3 separate regions of the Mus musculus genome follow, and regions 2 and 3 are each linked to region 1. A link is a contact called in public HiChIP or PLAC-seq and promoter capture Hi-C data. All regions are on one chromosome and are shown on one strand. Each heading gives the region's core, a stretch centred on a gene start, on an enhancer-like site or on the middle of the called end of the contact. The rest is flanking DNA. Distances are from core to core; before and after follow the strand shown.

What was found. Promoter capture Hi-C pulls out the DNA fragments that hold promoters and counts their contacts. HiChIP or PLAC-seq counts read pairs in DNA pulled down with a chosen protein or histone mark.
Region 2: an H3K4me3 HiChIP or PLAC-seq map of embryonic stem cells shows a contact between it and region 1, with 11 read pairs. The contact joins the promoter of D17H6S56E-5 here to the promoter of Atf6b in region 1. A contact is called at or near these places in 3 of 39 promoter capture datasets (liver, neural stem cells and second pharyngeal arch cranial neural crest), 2 of 484 Hi-C or Micro-C datasets (B cells and embryonic stem cells), 4 of 115 datasets of contacts at active chromatin or transcription factors (T-cell acute lymphoblastic leukemia, embryonic stem cells, memory CD8 T cells and 1 more) and 3 of 9 other capture datasets (adipose tissue, liver and pancreatic islet).
Region 3: a contact with region 1 is called in a promoter capture Hi-C map of liver, with 5 times the contacts expected there. The contact joins the promoter of Abhd16a here to the promoter of Atf6b in region 1. A contact is called at or near these places in 8 of 39 promoter capture datasets (the 3T3-L1 cell line, cranial neural crest, embryonic stem cells and 4 more), 1 of 484 Hi-C or Micro-C datasets (muscle stem cells) and 3 of 9 other capture datasets (adipose tissue, liver and pancreatic islet).

Annotation. Positions count from the first base shown.
Region 1 is chr17:34,645,880-34,648,579 of GRCm38.p6, reverse strand. It overlaps Atf6b (activating transcription factor 6 beta), which reads right to left and starts at 1,434. Exons shown (of 18, transcript NM_017406.4): 1 at 1,264-1,434; 2 at 841-920; 3 at 283-361; 4 at 1-3. The coding sequence starts at 1,366. Fkbpl (FK506 binding protein-like) reads right to left here. Exons shown (of 2, transcript NM_019873.3): 2 at 1,763-2,700. The coding sequence ends at 2,277.
Region 2 is chr17:34,999,231-35,002,122 of GRCm38.p6, reverse strand. It overlaps D17H6S56E-5 (DNA segment, Chr 17, human D6S56E 5), which reads left to right and starts at 1,377. Exons shown (of 2, transcript NM_033075.3): 1 at 1,377-1,956; 2 at 2,654-2,892. The coding sequence starts at 1,950. It overlaps Vars (valyl-tRNA synthetase), which reads right to left and starts at 1,216. Exons shown (of 30, transcript NM_011690.3): 1 at 891-1,216; 2 at 293-711. The coding sequence starts at 679.
Region 3 is chr17:35,087,842-35,090,541 of GRCm38.p6, reverse strand. Abhd16a (abhydrolase domain containing 16A) reads right to left here and starts at 1,251. Exons shown (of 20, transcript NM_178592.3): 1 at 1,086-1,251; 2 at 117-173. The coding sequence starts at 1,217.

The DNA of each region.
Region 1 (2,700 bases), core at 185-2,684:
GATCTGGGGGGGAGAAAAGTTCCGAGGTAAGCAGGGAGGCTGGGGACGAGGCTCGGGGCTGAGACCATGTCTTGCCTGTGCCAAACCAACACTGCAGAAATGAGTAACGGAGGAGCAGAGCCTAGCATTGCCTGTAGCGTGGTGCTGAGGTGGGGCAGGAGAGTAAGGGCAGACAACACCCCAGGGATCACAGGGAGGAGCACACAGGGATGTTAGTTTCTGGGAAGCAGTGGGAAGAGAAGGGCATTTGGAAAGATGAGGGGAATCCTAAGGGCGCCTTACCTGGGAAGATGGGTAGAGGGTCCCAAGGGGGCTCAGGGGGGCTGACATCCATCCCCACATCCAGAGAGCTGCTGTCAAACTAAGCAGTGGGACATATTAGCGGGCAGGAAGGTGAGAAAGTACGACAGCAAAACAGGAGCGACACAGCTTGCAAATTAAGACGCCCACTGTGTCAAGGCTCCATAGTTTACAGAAAAAAATGTTTCTCTTTTGCTTTCGTTGTATTTTACTAACAACCACTAACCACCTATTCTCGCCCCTGTAGACACACAGCTGTCAGTCTTTTATCTGTACCCCATAAGAAGGATCCCAAAAGGCCAGAAGGGGCTGCTCTCTAAAATCCTGACTTAGTTGGCTAGTCCCGGGTGCGCCTCTAAAATAAAACTTGAGCCAATTAGACCAATGGACTTTTGAAACTGGTCTTTCTCCTCGAAATTTTCGAGTTTAACATGAGCAGGGGTGACACCCTGATGAGCTCTGTGGCTTGGCAATGACTCCAAGTTTGGGGTCGCCCTCCCACCACCAAGGGTCATAAGAGAAACTCTGAGGTAGCAATACCGGGACATCCTGCTCCACGCAACGGAACAACTGTGCCTGCTCCTCGGCCACTTCATCCAGGCCACTGTACAAGGTGCTGTCTGCATGGAGGCCCGCGTGTCAGGAGGGTGGCACGCCAGCCCCGGCTCCATCCCTCATTGGCTCGGCCGGGCCAGACCCACCGCCCGCCCACTCGCTCAGCCTTACACCCTAAGGCGTCCAGCCCCTCTCCCCTGACCCCGGGCAGCCCCGTGCTCCCACGGGAGACCAAGGTCTTCCCTCCTCCCGCATCCCGGGGAAGCGCGAGTCCCGCTGCGCTCTCCCTCGGAGGATGGGCTCGGCGTCCGCCCAGCCTTCCTCGTTCACCCTCTGCTGCCTTCCCGCGTGCCTCGGGCCCATGGCGAGCCTCAGCCCGCTCCTCCCCCGGGGCCCCACTCCGCGCACCCCAGTCCTCCGGACTCAGCAGGTTGTCGGTGAAGAAGCGCGTCGGGTCGGCGATCTCACTGAGGAGCATCAGCTCCGCCATCTTCCCCCCACCCCCCACCATGAGCCGGCTCCCCGGCCCGCCTCCTCCCGGCCGCGGCAAATCCATGAGCTCGCTGAGGAAAACCGGCGTCCCGGAAGTCCTGATGACCAGTCAGAGGCTTAGTTGGTGAACACGTGACACGAAGGAGCAATGACTGTGCATGCCGGGCCAATGGCACGGGTCAGCCGCTTTACCGATCCAGGCGAGACTGTGCGTGCGCCGTACAGGCCCCAGAAACTAGCATTGTGGGAAATGTAGTTCCTAGCACTTAGGGTTCCGGCATCTGGGCTAGAGTGTTCATGCTTGAGCAGTTGTCCGCAAACATCTGCACCCATGTGGTGCCCATAAACTCATGAAGGCACACGCATAATGAATGAATTATTAATGAATAAACGAATGAGCAAAGTTCCAGCATTTAGGATAAGAGATGGCTCAGCAGTTTAATATTGCTTATTGCGACTAGGCGGTAGTGGTGCACGCCTTTAATCCCAGCACTCAGGAGGCAGAGGCAGGCGGATCTCAGCCTGGTCTACAAAGTGTGCTCCAGGACGGCCAGGGTTGTTACACAGAGAAGCCCTGTCTCAAACCCTCCCACCCAAAAGGAAAGTGCTTGTTGCTCTTATAAGGGTCTGGATTACATTCTCAGCACCCACACCTGGCGACACGCAACCACTTGTAACTCCACCTCCCTGGGATGCAACTCCCTGACATCCGGAAGTTCTGGCGTTTGCCACAGCCAGTCCCAAATAGACAACCTCTCCTATCCTCGGAGGTGGATACGCTTCCCGGGACTCCCTCCACCAAGTGGCTCACTGACACCGTCGCTAACTCCCTGTAGGTCAGAACGAGATACGAGTTCAAACAACTTCCTTCGGGGCCCTTGAAAATTCCACAACACAGACCACAGTTCGCGGGTTCCTGTCTCCTTTAATCAGCTAAACATCTTGCGCAGTCCCCGAGCCAGCCCTGCATCCTGTTTCCTTCCCTGAATGACCACCTTCCCCAGCTCCTCTTTCGCTGCACGGTTTTTGGGATCTACTGCTAGCACTTTCTTGAAATCAGCAGTGGCTTTTTCCAAGTCCCCGAGGGCAGCCCGAGCAACCCCCCTTCGGTATAAGGCCTTTAAATGGCCCGGCTCCCGCTCCAGCACTCGGTCACAGCTCTGGGCTGCCAACTGGGGGTGTCCTAGCAGCAACTGGCAGGCAGCCAGATTGGCATAAAGGGTAGTTCGTTCGGGAGGGCCGGGTGGGGGCAACGTCAGCAGCAGTCGGAGAGCCCGTCCATAGCATCGGGCAGCCCCTTGAGGGTTCCCAGCTCGAAACAGTTCTGTACCCCTTCTGTGTTCTTCTTTGGCC
Region 2 (2,892 bases), core at 128-2,627, 350 kb before region 1:
AGACACACACACACACACACACACACACACACACACACTCCAAACGTAGTGAAAACAGCAAAACCACGCTCCACTCCCGGGCGCTCATGTATCACACCCCCGGAGGAAGGAAGAGATTTCATCATCTTGCATTCTCAGACATAGAAGACCAAGGCTCGAGAAAAAGTGTTCCCAAAGTTACTACACCAGGTGGCAGGCAGAGATGCGACCGCCTGACAACCGACTTTTTTCGTGGGATTCTTCCCAATCCTGTTTGTGTAGTCAGAATTTCTCCCTTTTTCTTCCCTCTCACCTGGGGATCCTGACCAGGACCTCGAAGTCCCAGGGCAGGCAGGGTCGCCCCGCAGGCAGCGGGTATGAGCTCCGTGTCAGCATAACTGACCCACTGCTGGACCAGGACAGCTGCCCGGCTGCCCCCGGGTCCCCCCAGGCCTGCAGGCCACAACAGCTGAGCTACAGCCGGGGCCCCCCACACCCACAGGCCGCCAGGTCCCTGCTCCAGGGCGGGCAGGCGAGGCGGAGGGAATGGAGTCCGGCTGCTCGGGGGAGGCTGCAAGCAGATGCGGGGGTGAGGGCCTCCCCACCCGGGACCGTCACCAGCTTCCCCGTATCGGGCAGCGATGAGGGCTCGGAGGCTGGGGAAGGCGTCGGGGTGAGGAGAGACGTAGAGGATGGACATGGCTGTGCAGGGTCCGAACGCGGTGCAGTGACCTGAGGAGAGACCCGGCAGATTGAGGAGGGGACCTGAGCACGTGCTGCAAGGTACGCAGGCGCCCGGCCGGACCCTAGGCCTGGCCGAGCAGCCGCCAGCAGCGCCTAGAGGAGGAGGCGGGACCCCGATCGCCCGCCCCCTCGGGTTGGAGAGGGGAGGCCGCGCCGCGTGTACGTACTGAAGGCGGCGATCACACTCGGCCGGCTACGGCCGCGGCCCCACAGGGCGGCCGGGGTGGAGGTGGCGGGCAGCGGAGGCAGCTCTCCCGCTGCGGGAGAACGCGGCCGGGACAGCGGCACCCACGTGTCCCCCCCTTTGTGACAGCGCACGTTTCCGGACTCGGGTCCTCGCAGGGCTGCCGGGCCCCGCCTGTGCGTGCGCGATCCCGAGGGTCCGTGCGCGGCCCACCGCTGCCGGACGGGTCAAGCAGGGGCCAGAGTGGCTCGTGCAGCACGGAGACGGGAACCCGCGTGCCGGGACGAGCCTGGGTCTGGGTCAGGCGCCGCCGCGGGCAGCCCGTGGCCCTCGGGTCAGGCGCCGCCGCGGGCAGCCCGGGGTCTTCGTGTCTAGAGCGCGGGAAAACGAAAGCCCTAGTGTCTGGAGTGCGTGCTTGGTCCCAGGTTTCCGCCTTTTGCAGGGCGAGCTGCAGAATCTCGGGCTGCTCCAAGTGAAAGACCCCACCATAAGGCTTAGCAAGTTAGCTGCAGTAACGCCATTTTGCAAGGCATGATAAAGTACCAGAGCTGAGTTCTCAAAAGTTACAAGGAAGTTTAGTTAAAGAATAAGGCTGAATAATACCGGGACAGGGGCCAAACAGGATATCTGTGGTCAAGCACCTGGGCCCCGGCTCAGGGCCAAGAACAGATGGTACTCAGATAAAGCGAAACCAGCAACAGTTTCTGGAAAGTCCCACCTCAGTTTCAGGTTCCCCAAATGACCGGGAAATACCCCAAGCCTTATTTAAACTAACCAATCAGCTCGCTTCTCGCTTCTGTACCCGCGCTTTTTGCCCCCCAGCCCTAGCCCTATAAGAAGGGTAAGTACTCCACACTCGGCGCGCCAGTCATCCGATAGACTGAGTCGCCCGGGTACCCGTGTTCCCAATAAAGCCTTTTGCTGTTGCATCCGAATCGTGGCCTCGCTGATCCTTGGGAGGGTCTCCTCAGAGTGATTGACTACCCAGCTTGGGGGTCTTTCACAAGCAGTGCCTGGCTGCTGGGAGCTGTTGCTGTAGGGAATGAAAGGTTGGTAATTCCCTGGCGTTGGTAAATGCACCGTGCGTTCCGCGTCTCTTGCTTGTATTTATCTTATGCTTTTAGAAAGCGTACTGATGGGGTGTGCTCAAGGCCATGTCAGGCTTTTGGTAACGGAGTGCACCGCCAGTTCGCGGAAGATCCTCGGATCTAACCCAGGTAAAACAGGAAAGGGGCTCTAGGTGCTGAGCGCTCACTGCCTGACATGGAGTCACGTGAAGGAAGGGCAGGGGACCCAAAGGCAGAAGCACTCCAGCTGGTCTACTAAAGCTCAAACCTAGAGGGAAAACATAAGTTCGCAGTGCTTTTGAGAGGCCACTGCTAGCCTGGCAGTGGTGGCGCATGCCTTTAATCCCAGCACTTATGAGTGTGAGGCAGAGGCAGGCGGATTTCTTGAGTTCGAGGACAGCCAGAGCTACACAGAGAAACCCTGTCTCGAAAAACCAAGAAAAAAAGAAGAAGAAAAGAAAGGGGGGTTGGGGGAGAAAGGCCTGTTGGGATAATCTCTTGTGTACTGTGTAAAGTTGTCTTTGTATTATTCAAAAGTACACGGAGAGAGAAATCAGGCAGAAAAACTTCATGCCAGCTGTAGACAAGAGTGCTTACAGGTCCTTTACAAGGTACAGAAATGGATTGGGCCAAACATGGCAGATCTATGCAACACCTAACCACCATTGTTTCCAACCAGGTGATGAAGTCTCGATCACTAGACGGGAGATGCTGCCAAGTGCCCCAGACGGGATCAAGACTCCAATGACAACCATAAGATTCCCTAAAGCTAAGACACTGCAGATCTTGACTCTGCTGATTTCTATAGGTGTGGTCCAAACTAGTCCTATGCCCCATGAACCCCATAACCTTACTTGGGTTATAACTAACACTGCTACGGGGACTGTAATTAACTCGACCTCCCACCTCGCCCCCATT
Region 3 (2,700 bases), core at 2-2,501, 440 kb before region 1:
GATACGCTGGTCCTCTGTGCAAGCTCTGCTGTACAGGGCCCAGAGCACCCCTCACCTCCTGGGGTGTTGCCTTCTCCAGGGCTGGGTTTGACTGGCAGATGCTGGGACTGACTTACCAGTGCCAGGATGCTGTCTGCATGTTTCTCCAGGGCCCGAGGCTGATAATACGTATCCTGCCAAAACAGATGGCCTGTTAAGGACCTTGCCAGCTGACAGGCCCTTCCTCCCTTCCAGAAGCCCTAACCTGTGTCACCTGGTTCTAGCCTCTGTGGCCATTTCTCCTGGGATACTCCTGTTTCTGCTGAAGCTTCAACTCCCCCCCCCTGACATTTCACCCCTCACCCTGAAAGCAATCACGGGGTGCTAGGCTTGGAAGCAAAAGTGAAAGCAGCATTTGGAAAACCGGTCCTTTTTTTCCCCTGAAACTCCATACAGATATGATTGTGTCACTATGGGGAGAGGAGTAAAATTGAAAATGAGAGACTCCATGACAATTCTAAGAGGGAAGGAATAGCATTTGATGTAAGTCGATTCCGGGAAAAATGTCGCTAAGTGTGGGCACTTCGGAAAGCCTCCTAAACATAATTTGCAACCAATAAAAACAAAAACATTTTGGAGAGCAAACTACCACCCTGAATGCAAGACCCTGGTTTTCAGGCTAGGTTTGGGGGCACAAGGCGCACAAGTAAATACATGACATGAAGTCATTTTTGAAACTGAAAAGTCAGGTTAAAGAGAAAGTCAACAGATCCTGGGAGAAATTGGGAGTAGGTGGGCAAAAGCCAGTGCGCGCAGGGGACTCCAAACTCAACTGGGACCAGCCATTCGGGGGACGCGGAGGGGGAAAAAAAAAAGCAAGCGTGGTGGTGGGTGTGAGGAAGAGTTCCTCCAAAGCCGTAAAGAGAGGCGGCGGCTGGGCCCTGCGTGACTGGGAGGGGGCCGGGAAGCGCCCGCAGGCGGACTGCGTGCGCGACCGCCACTTGACAAGCGGGCTCCCCCGTTTCCCACAGTGGGCGCGCCGGGCGAGCGCAGCGCAGCGCGGTCTGGACCATACCATGCTCTCCGCCGGGGGGAACCCGACTCACCCAGGAGCTGGACGAGGCGGCGGGGACGGCAGTGGGAGTCTCGGGGACGCTGGACGCGGCCCGGTCCGTGTCCCTCTCCCGGTAGATCTTGTAGAGCCGGGGGCCGAGGACGCAGCTCAGGAGCTTCGCCATAGCCCCGGCTCGGGCCGCTGTCCCTCGGCCTCAGGTCCCCGCCGGCCCCGCCCGTAGTCTCCTGGGCGCTGCGTGCGTGCCTGTGTGCGTGCGTGACGTCAGCACGTATCCGCTCGCCCCGTGGCAGGGTCCAGCCTGACGTTCTCGCCACGAGAGGAGTGTTCAGCGCAGTGGGCGACGGTCTACAGTTAGTTAGAGCTGTTCTGAATAGAGAAACTTAAGAAAATGAATGCCCCAGGTGGTTACTTTTTTTTTTTTAAAGATTTCTTTATTTATTATGTGAGTACACTGTTACTGTCTAGAGACACACCAGAAGAGGGCATCAGATCTCATTACAGATGGTTGTGAACCACCATGTGGTTGCTGGGATTTGAACTCATGATCTTCGGAAGCGCAGTCAATGCTCTTAACCGCTGAGCATTTCTCCAGCCCCCACATTTTTTTTTTGGTTTTTCGAGACAGGGTTTCTCTGTGTAGCCCTGGCTGTCCTGGAACTCACTCTGTAGACCAGGCTGGCCTCGAACTCAGAAATCTACCTGCCTCTGCCTCCCCAGTGCTGGGATTAAAGGCGTGCACTACCACGCCTGGCTTCACTTTTTTTTTTTTTTTAAACCCTATCCCTTAATGTCAGCATGTTCTGGAACGATCACTGGGTGAGAGTAGGAGCATTTGACAAGAACTTCAAGAAAAGAGGCTAGTGTCTGGATTTGTAGCTCAAGTATAGAAAACTTTGCTTAACATGCTGAAAGCCCTGGGTTACACACACACACACACACACACACACACACACAGATCTAGGGATGTATCCATTAGAAGAAATAGCAGGATTCTTCTGAAGAATTCTATTTAAATTTTTTTTTATTTTATGTATATGAATACACTGTAGCTGTTTTCAGACACACCAGAAGAGGGCGTCTGATCTCATTACAGATGGTTGTGAGCCACCATGTGGTTGCTGCTGGGACTTGAACTTAGGATCTCTGGAAGAGCAGTCAGTGCTCTTAACCACTGAGCCATCTCTCTAACCCAAGAATCTTTTTTTTTTTTTTTTAAGTTTTTGAAAGAAGTAATCTGCCCGATGTAGTGCCACATGCTTTTAATCCCAGCACTTGAGAGACAGAGAGAGATGGGTGTGTTGACAGATTGGCCTCTTGAGTTCCAGGCCACCCTAGTCTACGTATGTAGTGAGTTCCAGGCCACTCAGGGCTATATAGAGAAACCTTGTTCAAAGTGCTAGGATTGGTGGTAAAGGGCTCTGGCTGCTTTTCGAGATGTCCTACATACAATTCTCAGCAACCACATGGTGGCTTACGATCTGATCCCCTCTTCTGGCATGCAGATATACAAGCAGATGGAGTACTTATATATGTAGAAATAAATCTTAAAGTGCTAGGAGTAAAGGCATGCATCACTACCACACCGAATCCCTTCCCCTTTTGTAAAGTTACATTTGTGTGTGTATCCATATATGTACACAGCCTGC